2 separate regions of the Ovis aries genome follow, and region 1 is linked to region 2. Evidence: chromatin contacts called from public Hi-C data. All regions are on one chromosome and are shown on one strand. Each heading gives the region's core, a stretch centred on a gene start, on an enhancer-like site or on the middle of the called end of the contact. The rest is flanking DNA. Distances are from core to core; before and after follow the strand shown.

The links. A called contact is a pair of places that touch in the nucleus more often than the background predicts.
Region 1: a contact with region 2 is called in a Hi-C map of tail adipose tissue, with 6 times the contacts expected there. The contact joins the promoter of TBC1D4 here to the enhancer-like site in region 2. A contact is called at or near these places in 7 of 16 Hi-C or Micro-C datasets (hypothalamus, mesenteric adipose tissue, muscle and 3 more).

The regions. Positions count from the first base shown.
Region 1 is chr10:51,134,908-51,140,241 of ARS-UI_Ramb_v3.0, reverse strand. It overlaps TBC1D4 (TBC1 domain family member 4), which reads left to right and starts at 3,303. Exons shown (of 19, transcript XM_027973696.3): 1 at 3,303-4,472. The coding sequence starts at 3,975.
Region 2 is chr10:51,026,102-51,031,454 of ARS-UI_Ramb_v3.0, reverse strand. The region is part of intron 1 of TBC1D4 (TBC1 domain family member 4); the gene reads left to right. Among named protein-coding and RNA genes, the nearest start is that of TRNAC-GCA, 55 kb to the left of the region's middle. Within about 2 kb of position 3,249, at least 7 of the 54 cell types and tissues checked have an H3K27ac peak or open chromatin away from gene starts, as enhancers often do. A contact at or near this core is called in tail adipose tissue, where this site is marked.

The DNA of each region.
Region 1 (5,334 bases), core at 2,054-4,553, 110 kb before region 2:
GGGAGAGGGCGAGGGTGGGATGATTTGGGAGAATGGCATTGAAACATGTATATTATCATATGTGAAACAAATTGCCAGTCCAGGTTCGATGCATGATACAGGATGCTCGGGGCTGGTGCACTGGGTTGACCCTGAGGGGTGGGATGGGGAGGAAGGTGGGAGGGGGGTTCAGGATGGGGAACACATGTACACCCGTGGTGGATTCATGTCAATGTATGGCAAAACCAATACAATATTGTAAAGTAATTAGCCTCCAATTAAAATAAGTAAAGTTCTATTAAAAAATTAAATAAAGATAGCCAGACTTAAAAAAAAAAGGAACCTTCTTTTTTTAAAAAATAATTAGAATGGTTAGATTTTCCCTAGAATGTTTTTTGTGTTCCTTGGAAATATATTGACTGCATATAAAAGGGTGAGAAATCTCTGTACCAGCTCTGAACTGGGTAGATACAGTGAATAAAATGGAACTTTTCCATATTTTAAGAAATCGGCTGCACTAAAAGCTACGAAGATGCATGTTTGTCTTACCATGTTACATCTTAAAGTGAAATTGGAGTTAAAAATACTTTATTGTGACTGTGTTTGCATGCAGTTTGCATGCAACTCTGTTTCCTTTCAGAGAAGTTGTAAAGCAAAATAAGTAGAGGGAGATTTTTAAAAAGATAATTCTAAAATACTATTGACAAGTAGTGCAGGTGGCTTTGACTTGAGCAGTGACTGTTGATCAGCCATCCTAGGGCAGGTGGGGGGTGCAGTTCTGAAGAGGAGGCAGGAACTATGTTCACCTTGGACATGGGCTAGGTAGAAGCATGGGTGGAAGTGGCAGTGCTGGCCCTATAGGAAGATTCGGAGCATTTTCTGCTTTGTCATCAACAGGCTGCTGGAGGATGTCACGGCTTTCACCTGAAAGCATGTGAGAGCATATCTGAAGACCAGAACCAAGCTCTGGTGGATCAAACCTGGGTCTCCTGCATTGCAGGCAGATTCTTTACTGTCTGAGCCCCCTGGGAAGCTGCAAGATGAACAATAAAGTGTGCATGTTAGTGGCTCAGTCACGTCCAACTCTTTGCAATCCCATGGACTGTAGCCCACCAGGCTCCTCTGTCCACAGGATTCTCAAGAGTACTGGAGTGGGTTGCCATTTCCTTCTCCAGGGATTGAACCCAGGTATCCTGCATATTCTTTACCATCTGAGCCACTGGATGGACAATACACTCATCCAGATAAAAATGTTAGGGGAGACCTCGGAGGAGAAAGTCTTGAATCACCTTCAGCATCCTAGTGGGGAAGGTGATGAGAGCGTGGGCTGTGCCAGAAGTGAGAGGAGAAGGCCAAGGGAATGTTGGTGGAGCGGGTCTGGCAGGTAGAGAAAAGCAAATTGTCCTGAAGGAGGGTTGACGTTTACAGCTGTTGGACTGCACTCAGTTAGTAAGAATGGGTTGACACCTGGAGGAAACTGAAACAGCTCCTCATTTTCTCTATTCTGTTTTTATACGTATTTTTCTTTCACTCATGTAACAGTCTCCCCTGGGCTCCCCTGGTGGCTGAGATGGTAAAGAATTCACCCACAATGTGGGAGACCTGGGTTCCCTCCTTGGGTTGGAAAGATCCCCTGGAGTAACCCACCCCAGTATTCTTGCCTGGAAAATTCCATGGACAGAGGAGCCTGGCAGGCTACAGTCCACTGGGTCCCAAAGAGTTGGTCAGGACTGAGCGACTAAACACAAGCACAGTCTCCCCTAGGGTCAGTGATTGGTGACCTTGATATGGGTGTAGATTGTCAAATGTGTTTGGTTCATAAAAAATAACTTTTGTTTGGAAAATGCTCTCACAAGGGAAATAGGACTTAATCAAAACTTTTTCTAGTTTATTTTTGTAAGTTTGCAGTGTTTTGAAATGTTGGGCAAGGCCTTGTATTTTGCTGTTACCATGTGACCAGATTGTTTTCTGGAATTTTGAAGACTTGGGATCACAATCTTCCAACTTCAGAGGTGCAGTGGAAGGCACTACGTGGAGGTAGTGGGTGAAGAATGTAGGAACGAGACTGCTTTGGATAAGACTGGAAAAAACCAAAAGACAGATGGACATGGAACATGGAGGGAATATAGTTTGGAACTTGAATACCTCTGTGAGAGAAAGGAAGAGAGCAATGTTTTGTGGCATATTGTCTTGTGCACACTGTATAACCTGTCACGTGTGTTTATTTAGACAACCCATTCCAAACAGATATGGGGTAATAATATTTAAGCATTTTGAGTGAGGGGAAGTAGGTTGAGGAGGCAGCAAAGATATAATCTTACAATAACCCTCTCTTAGCTCCTTCCTTGGTGGCTCAGGCAGTAAAGAATCTGCCTACAATACAGGAGACCTACATTCGATCCCTGGGTTGGGAAGATTCCCTGGAGGAGGACATAGCAACCCACTTCATTCTTCTTGCCTGAAGAATCCCCATGGATAGAGGAACCAGGCGGGCTACTGTTGGGTTTGGGAAGAGTCGGATGCAACTGAGTGACTAAGGCAACGCTGACCCTAAAGGACAAAGCAGTTTGAACAGGGAATGATGGAGTACACTTTACTTATGTAATATTCTCAACACAATAGAGACGTTAAGAGAATAGCATCAAAGAGAGAATCTACCAAGAGCCTTAAGAAAGGGGAAAGCGTATCAGAGCCAACAAAGTTCCTTCTAGGTCACCAGGGTAGTAGATCTGATTAGGGCTTGAGGTCAAAATCAAAGGTGTAACAAGTGTTCATTTCCTTTGAAAAACAAAGACCTAAAAAACCTTCCTTTAAAAAAAAATATTCTTTGTTCAGATGACCAAAGCCCCTGTGTGTTAATAAAAGAATCATAAATAAATTTCTTTTGAAACGGAAAAAAAAATCATCATAATTTCGTGATTTAAAACATGAGTGTTTTTTTGAGATTATTAGGAAATAATCAGAAATCATGTAGACTTTAGAAGGAATTGAAACCAAGCAAATATGATTACTTGAAGGAAAAAAAAAGTCTTAGGGTCCCATTGAGAATGGTCCCCTCTCCAGGGGGCAGCAGAGACGCCCAAAAGAAGACGAAGATCTCGGCGACCCGAGAGAGGACGAGTTGGTAGGGGCAGGGCCGGCGCTGGGGAGCAGAACTGCTGCCCGAGGGGCGGGTTGGAGGAGCGGTCGGGGACCGCGGCCGGAAAAAGAGGCAAAGAGGTGACTTCTCAGATAAGCTTTCAGAGACGACGCTCTCCGCCCGCCCGCCCGTCCGGAGGCGGGGTGGCAGCCCGATTAAAGAAGCAGCCAGCCTGGAAGGAAGGAAGAAGCGAGGGAGGGACGGGAACAGTAGGAGGAGGAGCAGCGAGCTGGGCTGCAGCGACCGGAGGAGGAGCGGCCCCGGCGAGGCCACGTTTCGTTTTTGTTATTTTCCACCGAAATAGTTCTCGCAGGCTCTCCAGGAGGACAGATCGCGCCGAAGCCCGGGGGCCCCGACCTTCCAGGTGACAGCCGGTCACCCTGGTAGGAATCAGCTCCGCCCCAAGTCACCCCCTCCCGCCCGCCCACAGCCGGTTCCCCGCCCAGCCTCCCCGTGCCCGCCTGCGGCCAGCGGCGGCCGCAGCGGCTCTGCAGCGCCGGAGAGGGCGGCGAGGGCCCTCGGACCCCGCGGAGCCGCGGACGAGGAACCGGGAGGTCTGACCCCGCGCGCGAGCCCGAGGAAGGAGGATGGCGATTTAACTCGCCCTCTTCAGCCAGTCCTGCTGCCCGGCGCTGCCCGGGTGCCCGCCGCCAAAGCCCGGGAGCCGCGCCCGGAGAAGTGCCGCATGGGGCAGGGCCGCTAGGGCGCGGAGTTCGGGGTCTCGCCGAGTAGGGCGCACGGCCCGGCGCAGCAGTTGGCACAGTTTCGGCGGCGCCTTCAACGCGAGAACTGGGGGGCTGGGGGGCGCGGCGGGCCTCTCCCCCCGCCTCCGTGCCCTCCTCGGGAGGAGTGAGTTATGGAGCCCCCCAGCTGCTTTCAGGATGAGCCGTTCCCGCACCCCCTGGAGCCCGAGCCTGGCGCCCCGGCGCAGCCTGGCCCCGGGAAGCCGAACGACAAAAGGTTCCGGCTGTGGTACGTAGGGGGGTCGTGCCTGGACCGCAGGACCACGCTACCCATGCTGCCCTGGCTCATGGCCGAGATCCGCCGGCGCAGCCAGAAGCCCGAGGCGGGCGGCTGCGGGGCGCCGGCGGCCCGCGAGGTGCTGCTGGTGCTCAGCGCGCCCTTCCTGCGCTGCGTCCCCGCGCCGGGCGTCGGGGCCACTGGGGGCTCCGGCCCGACGGCGGCGCAGCCCAACCCGGCCGTGTTCATCTTCGAGCACAAGGCGCAGCACATCTCGCGCTTCATCCACAACAGCCAGGACCTCACCTACTTTGCTTACCTGATCAAGGCGCAGCCCGACGACCCGGAGTCGCAGATGGCCTGCCACGTTTTCCGCGCTGCAGACCCCAATCAGGCAAGACCGCGCGGCTCCGAGGCCCCGGGGAGGGTCCGACACACCCGGGGGGAGTGGCGGGGCAGCGGGCGCCGGTACCCCACGTTAAGGACAGGCTCGGGCCCCGCTGCTGGCGCGCGCCCTCCACGTGGCGCACTTGAGCGCAGCTGGTCCCGCTCCTCGGACCCCGAGTCCGGGAGCTGGCTTTTGGGTGCGGATGGGGCAGCGGGAGCAGGTGACCCGCAGGAACGAGGACGAGAGAGGGAGGCTGAGTGGCTTCGAGACGGCGGAGGAGCTAGGACGATGCGGGGAGCAGCGCAGGTCCTGGCAGGATCCCGACGTCTTGGGGTGTGACTGGAGAGACGGCATGCCCGGCCTTGGTCGAGTGTGTGAGTGCGTGCAGGTGTGTGTGTGAGTGTACGCGGGAGAGGGTTGGGTTCCTAAAGGCCCCCGCACTCACCCTGGGTCTTGGTCGAGTCCTGTACCTTAGCCCCTTGATGGTTACACCTTCGTCACAGTAACACCTGCAGGTCTCCGATGTGGGAAGATGTTTCAGAGCCCGGTTTAGGGAGAAGTTACTAGACGTTGTCAGATTGTCAGCAAAATACGAACCTGCGTTTAGATGTTGAGCGGAAAGGCTGCTGCTGCTTCTTTTTTTCCCTTTTTGCCGTCTTTTACACACTAATTGGAAACAGAATCAATACCCACTTGGGTGATTTAAAAATCAGTGTCTTAGAAGAGGCGAAAAATGTCTTTTCTAATATAATTTCTCTAGAGTTTACGAAATCGAGGTGCCTGTTACCAAACAGTACGTTTTTACTTCCTTAAGAAACGGACGCAGTCCTTTTTTTCTTCTGGAGAGAGATAGTTAAACAGTTTTTAC
Region 2 (5,353 bases), core at 2,000-4,499:
TGGAGTTTCAGCTTTAGCATCATTCCTTCCAAAAGAAATCCCAGGGCTGATCTCCTTCAGAATGGACTGGTTAGATCTCCTTGCAGTCCAAGGGACTCTCAAGAGTCTTCTCCAACACCACAGTTCAAAAGCATCAATTCTTCGGCACTCAGCCTTCTTTACAGTCCAAGTCTCACATCCATACATGACCACAGGAAAAACCATAGCCTTGACTAGATGGACCTTTGTTGGCAAAGTAATGTTTCTGCTTTTCAATATGTTGTCTAGGTTGGTCATAACTTTTCTTCCAAGGAGTAAGTGTCTTTTAATTTCAGGCTGAAATCACTATCTGCAGTGATTTTGGAGCCCCCAAAAATAAAGTCTGACACTGTTTCCACTGTTTCCCCATCTATTTCCCATGAAGTGATGGGACCAGATGCCACGATCTTCGTTTTCTGAATGTTGAGCTTTAAGCCAACTTTTTCACTCTCCTCTTTCACTTTCATCAAGAGGCTTTTTAGTTCCTCTTCACTTTCTGCCATAAGGGTGGTGTCATCTGCATATCTGAGGTTATTGCTATTTCTTCTGGCAAACTTGATTCTAGCTTGTGCTTCTTCCAGCCCAGCGTTTCTCATGATGTACTCTGCATATAAGTTCAATAAGGGTGACAATATACAGCCTTGACGTACTCCTTTTCCTATTTGGAACCAGTCTGTTGTTCCATGTCCAGTTCTAACTGTTGCTTCCTGACCTGCATATAGGTTTCTCAAGAGGCAGGTCAGGTGATCTGGTATCCCCATCTCTTTCAGAATTTTCCACAGTTTATTGTGATCCACACAGTCAAAGGCTTTGGCATAGTCAATAAAGCAGAAATAGATGTTTTTCTGGAACTCTCTTTTTCCATAATCCAGCGGATGTTGGCATTTTGTGTTACTCTAGACTAATTTTCTCCAGTGAAGTGATATGGCCACCTGTTTTACCAGACTAACTTCCTCAACAGCTCAAGAACTCACATGGAAAACAGTTGTATGAATATCTCACCTCCTGTTTGAGAAATACTAGGGAGTTACTCAGATTGACCTGACTTGGGTCACGTGCCCAACCCTATATCTGTCACTGGATCCACTGAGATTAAATGCTCTTCACTGTGGTCTGCTTTGTGGGGGGTTTGGAGATTGGGCTCGGGAAGGGTGCAAACATTGACAGCATCCACTAGAACCATTTGTTCTAAATTGAGGTGGGTGCTATTTAGATAAAACAGTGCCTATTTCAGCTGATAAATGATAAGAATCATCTTTTTCTTGAAAGCCATCACATGTATGAAAAATGAGGACTAATAGTATGAGGACTGCTAGTTTGCTTTGAGTTTGCTTTCTGACTTTGAAGTTGTGAATTTTTGCAAGGTAGATCCCATGGAAAATTTTGATGAAAAATAATTCTGGCCAATTATCACAGTATACAAGCTAATTATTAGTTGCCACCAAACAGATTTCTTTCATTTCTTTTATCTGCAGTCAAGTTGATTATAATGTCAGCCACGAAGCATTGCTGTAAGTATTAATCTTTTTGAAATAGATATGAAAATGCATTTGGGATATTAAAAAAATTAAGACTATTATCACATGAAGAATATTTCAGTGCCAAACCTTCTATTTAGAATTCTCAAATGAGGGTTTCCTTCAAAGAATTACAATTTACCAGTTAAATGTTTTACATACATGAAATCTGGTAAGTGAAAATAATTTTGGGGGTAGAGGCTTTGAGTTACCAATGTTTACTTGAAATCGTAACAAATTTATGAAAGATCAATTAATTGAAAGGTAACAGTGTCATGTGATTGAGTTCTGAAGGGGAGAGGAGATATCTGTCCACAGGTCATGTCCAGGGGTGGGTAGGACTGTGCTTCTGCTGGGTAAAGGCTAATCATGTCACAGTGCACTCATCCACGTGGTTTCAAGTAATCTGGTGACATTTCAGAGACCTCAAAGGTAAACGGTTATGTTTGGGGAGTACTATATTTGTTAATCTGATTTTAAGTCAGATGCCTGTAAGGTGCATAGTCAGAAAGTGTTCCTTCTCTAGGTCTGAAAGACTCAAGCTTTTCATTGTTTTCTGCAATCAAAGATGGCAGGATGCTGGAGTGGTTTGCATCCCCTTAATCATTACATGAATTTGAGCAAACTTGGGGAGACAGTGAAGGACAGGGAAGCCTGGCTTGCTGCAGTCCATGGAGTCACCAAAAGTTGGGCATGACTTAGCGGCAGAACAACAGCAATCATTATATGGTTTCCTTTGGTATCGTTTAGGCAGATCACACAAAGAAGGGCAAGGGGGAGATCTTTGATATTTACTGAACAAAGAAGCGTATCTTTAAACAGCTTGTATCAGCTCTGAAAAAAATTTTTTTTCTGGTACAACACTTTTCTAGGTACAATCACCATGTCCTTAACAGAGAAAGAAGGAATGACTGTCCCAAAGGCAAGTCTTGATGCAAGATTTTATTGTACTAATTTTTCATTTCTCCGAGAGAAAGAGTGCCTAATGACGCTCTGTTTTCAGGAGTTTGCCTCCACTGGGAGGGTTGGAGAGCAAAGGGAGCGTTCCAAGATGTACAGTTGCTACGCGGAGAGACAGTTGCTATGTGGAGACATGCTTTTCCTTTCATCCACAGAGAGGACAAGTCAGATCAGAGATCCAGCATCTGGTTGCTTGTTGTTTTTGACTGTGCTGGGTCTTCCTCACTGTGCACAGGCTTAGTTGCTGTCTGTGAACTCAGTTGCAGCATGTAGGATCATAGTTCCCTGACCAGGGATAGAACCTGGGCCCTCTGTATGGGGAATGTGGAACTTTAGCCACTGGGCCACCAGGGAGGTCCCCTGCGTGCTTGTGATTGCCTGTCCTTCCAGCCTAATTTTGGAGAGTAGCAAACATACATTTTCCTTTTTGTGCTTGAATAGCAGGTGTCTAGGACTTTTTCTTCTTTGTGTAAGGAAGAAATTCGCACATTTAGGGGTTAATGATAAGGTCTACAAGTCACTGATGCCTCTGAACACAAGTTCAAGAATGTTGGATTATTCTCCTTCGCAAGATGCTCATTCATCACTGCTGTGGGGTATAAATATCTGAAGTAATAAGGAAGGCCAGGACAAAAATAGGTTTCTGAGAAACTCATGACACTTTTTGCTTTTTGATAACATTACAGCTTTATCGTTTAATCTCAGCTGGAGCTGGTCCCGTCCAGGTCCCTCTGGGTTTAACCTCTTGTCTCTGGCCTCTTTTCCAGAGTTCGTTCTGTTTCACAACCCAGCATTGCTCAGAAAAGCTCTCTTCTCAAGAGTTCAGACGTTTCATAAGTTAAAACCACTTATCAAGTGTCCAGCTTTAGCGTTTTGTTTAGATGACTATACTTTCATATGTTACGATAAAGAACCAAGACATATCTTTTTTATTAGGTTTATTATGTCCTGTTTGAAAATATCTAACAGATTAAATGTTTTGAAGGGTTGATATTGACATACTCTAATTTTTTCAGTTTATTAACTTATTAATATATCTAATCAGTTAAAATTCCAGTTAATTTACTAGCCAGTGGTTAATATTTTAAGACTAAAATGAGAGCAGTGGTAATAAATGGTATTTCATAAACAGTGGTATTTTCCAGTATTATAAAAAACTTAAAATTTTTTCCTTTGTTTTTGGCTTAGGTAAACTAGTTCGTGAGGGAAAGCTCCCTCTAGTGTTTATTGTAGTAAATACAAATGATGTTGAACTGTGTACTTTTTGAAAACAGATTTTATTTCTTTAGGGCAATTTAAAGATTTGCAATGTAAGGTCCAGAGATTCCTGTACGCCCCTGCCTCACCACATTCATAGGCTCCTCCCTGTCAGCATCACTTATCAGAACTGTCCGTTTGTGCCTACACTGATACATCATAGTCCCCCAAGTCCCCAGTTTACCTTAGGCCTCACTCTTGGTGTTGTACATTTCAGGTTTCGACACATTTATAATGACATACACCCACCATTACGGTCTCACACAAAGTATTTTCACTGTTGTAAAACTCTCTGTGCTTTGTCTCCACTATCTCCATTCCTGCAACCATTGAAACTTTGTATTGCCCCCATAGTCTTTGCCTTTTCTAAAGCATCATATAATTGAAATCATGCAACAGGTAGCCTTTTCAGATTGGCTTCTTTCACTTAGTAATATGCTTTTAAATTTCTTCCATGTCTTTTCATAGCCTGATGGCTCATTTCTTTTTAGCCCTGAATAACATTTCAATGTCTGAATGTACGACAGTTTAATTTATTCATTCACCTACTTAAGGACATCTTGGTTGCTTCCAAGTTCTGGTAATTTTGAATACACCTACTTAAAACATCAGTGTGCCAGTTTTTGTGTTGGTATAAGTTTTCAATTCCTAAATACCAAGGAGCAAGGTTGCTGGATTGTATAGTAAGAGTAGTCTTGTAAAAAGAAACCCAATATATTGGATTTCCCTGATGGCTCACTGGTAAAGAATCTGCCAGCCAATGCAGGAGACATGGGTTCGATCCCTGGTTCATGAAGATACAACATGCCCTGGAGCAACTAAGCTCACATGCCACAATTATCGAGCCTGTTCTCTAGAGCTGAGGACCTGCAGCTACTGAAGTCCGCACCCTGCCTGGAGCCTGTGCTCCACAACAAGAGAAGCCAGCACTTTGCAACTAAAGATTAGTCCCTGCTTGCTGCAGCTAGAGAAAAGCCTGCACAGCAACAAAGACCCAGGGCAGCCAATAAATAAGTAAAATTATTTTTTAAAAAAGTATGTTTCGTTTTGCAAGAAATCACCAAACTCTCTTCCAAAGTGAGTGAACCATTTTTCACTCCCACCACCAGTGTATGGAAAGTTCCTTTTGCTCCATATCCTCATAGCATTTGGTGTTGTTAGTGTTCCAGATTTTGGCCATTCTATTAGGTGTGTAGTGGTATCTTGTTTTCATTTGTATTTCTCTGATGACATATGCTGTGGAGTATCTTTTCATAATGCGTATTTGACATCTGAATATCTTTTGGAGGGAGATGTCTGTCAAGGTGTTTAGTTTATGTTTTAATCAGGTCTTCTTTTATTGTTGAGTTTTAAGAGTCCTTTGTATATTGTTGACAAAGGTCCATCTAATCAAGGTTACGGTTTTTCCAGTAGTCATGTATGGATGTGAGAGTTGGACTATAAAGAAAGCTGAGTGCCAAAGAATTGATACTTTTGAACTGCGGTGTTGGAGAAGACTCTTGAAAGTCCCTTGGACTGCAAGGAGATCCAACCAGTCCATCCTAAAGGAAATCAGTCCTGGGTGTTCATTGGAGGGACTGATGTTGAAGCTGAAACTCCAG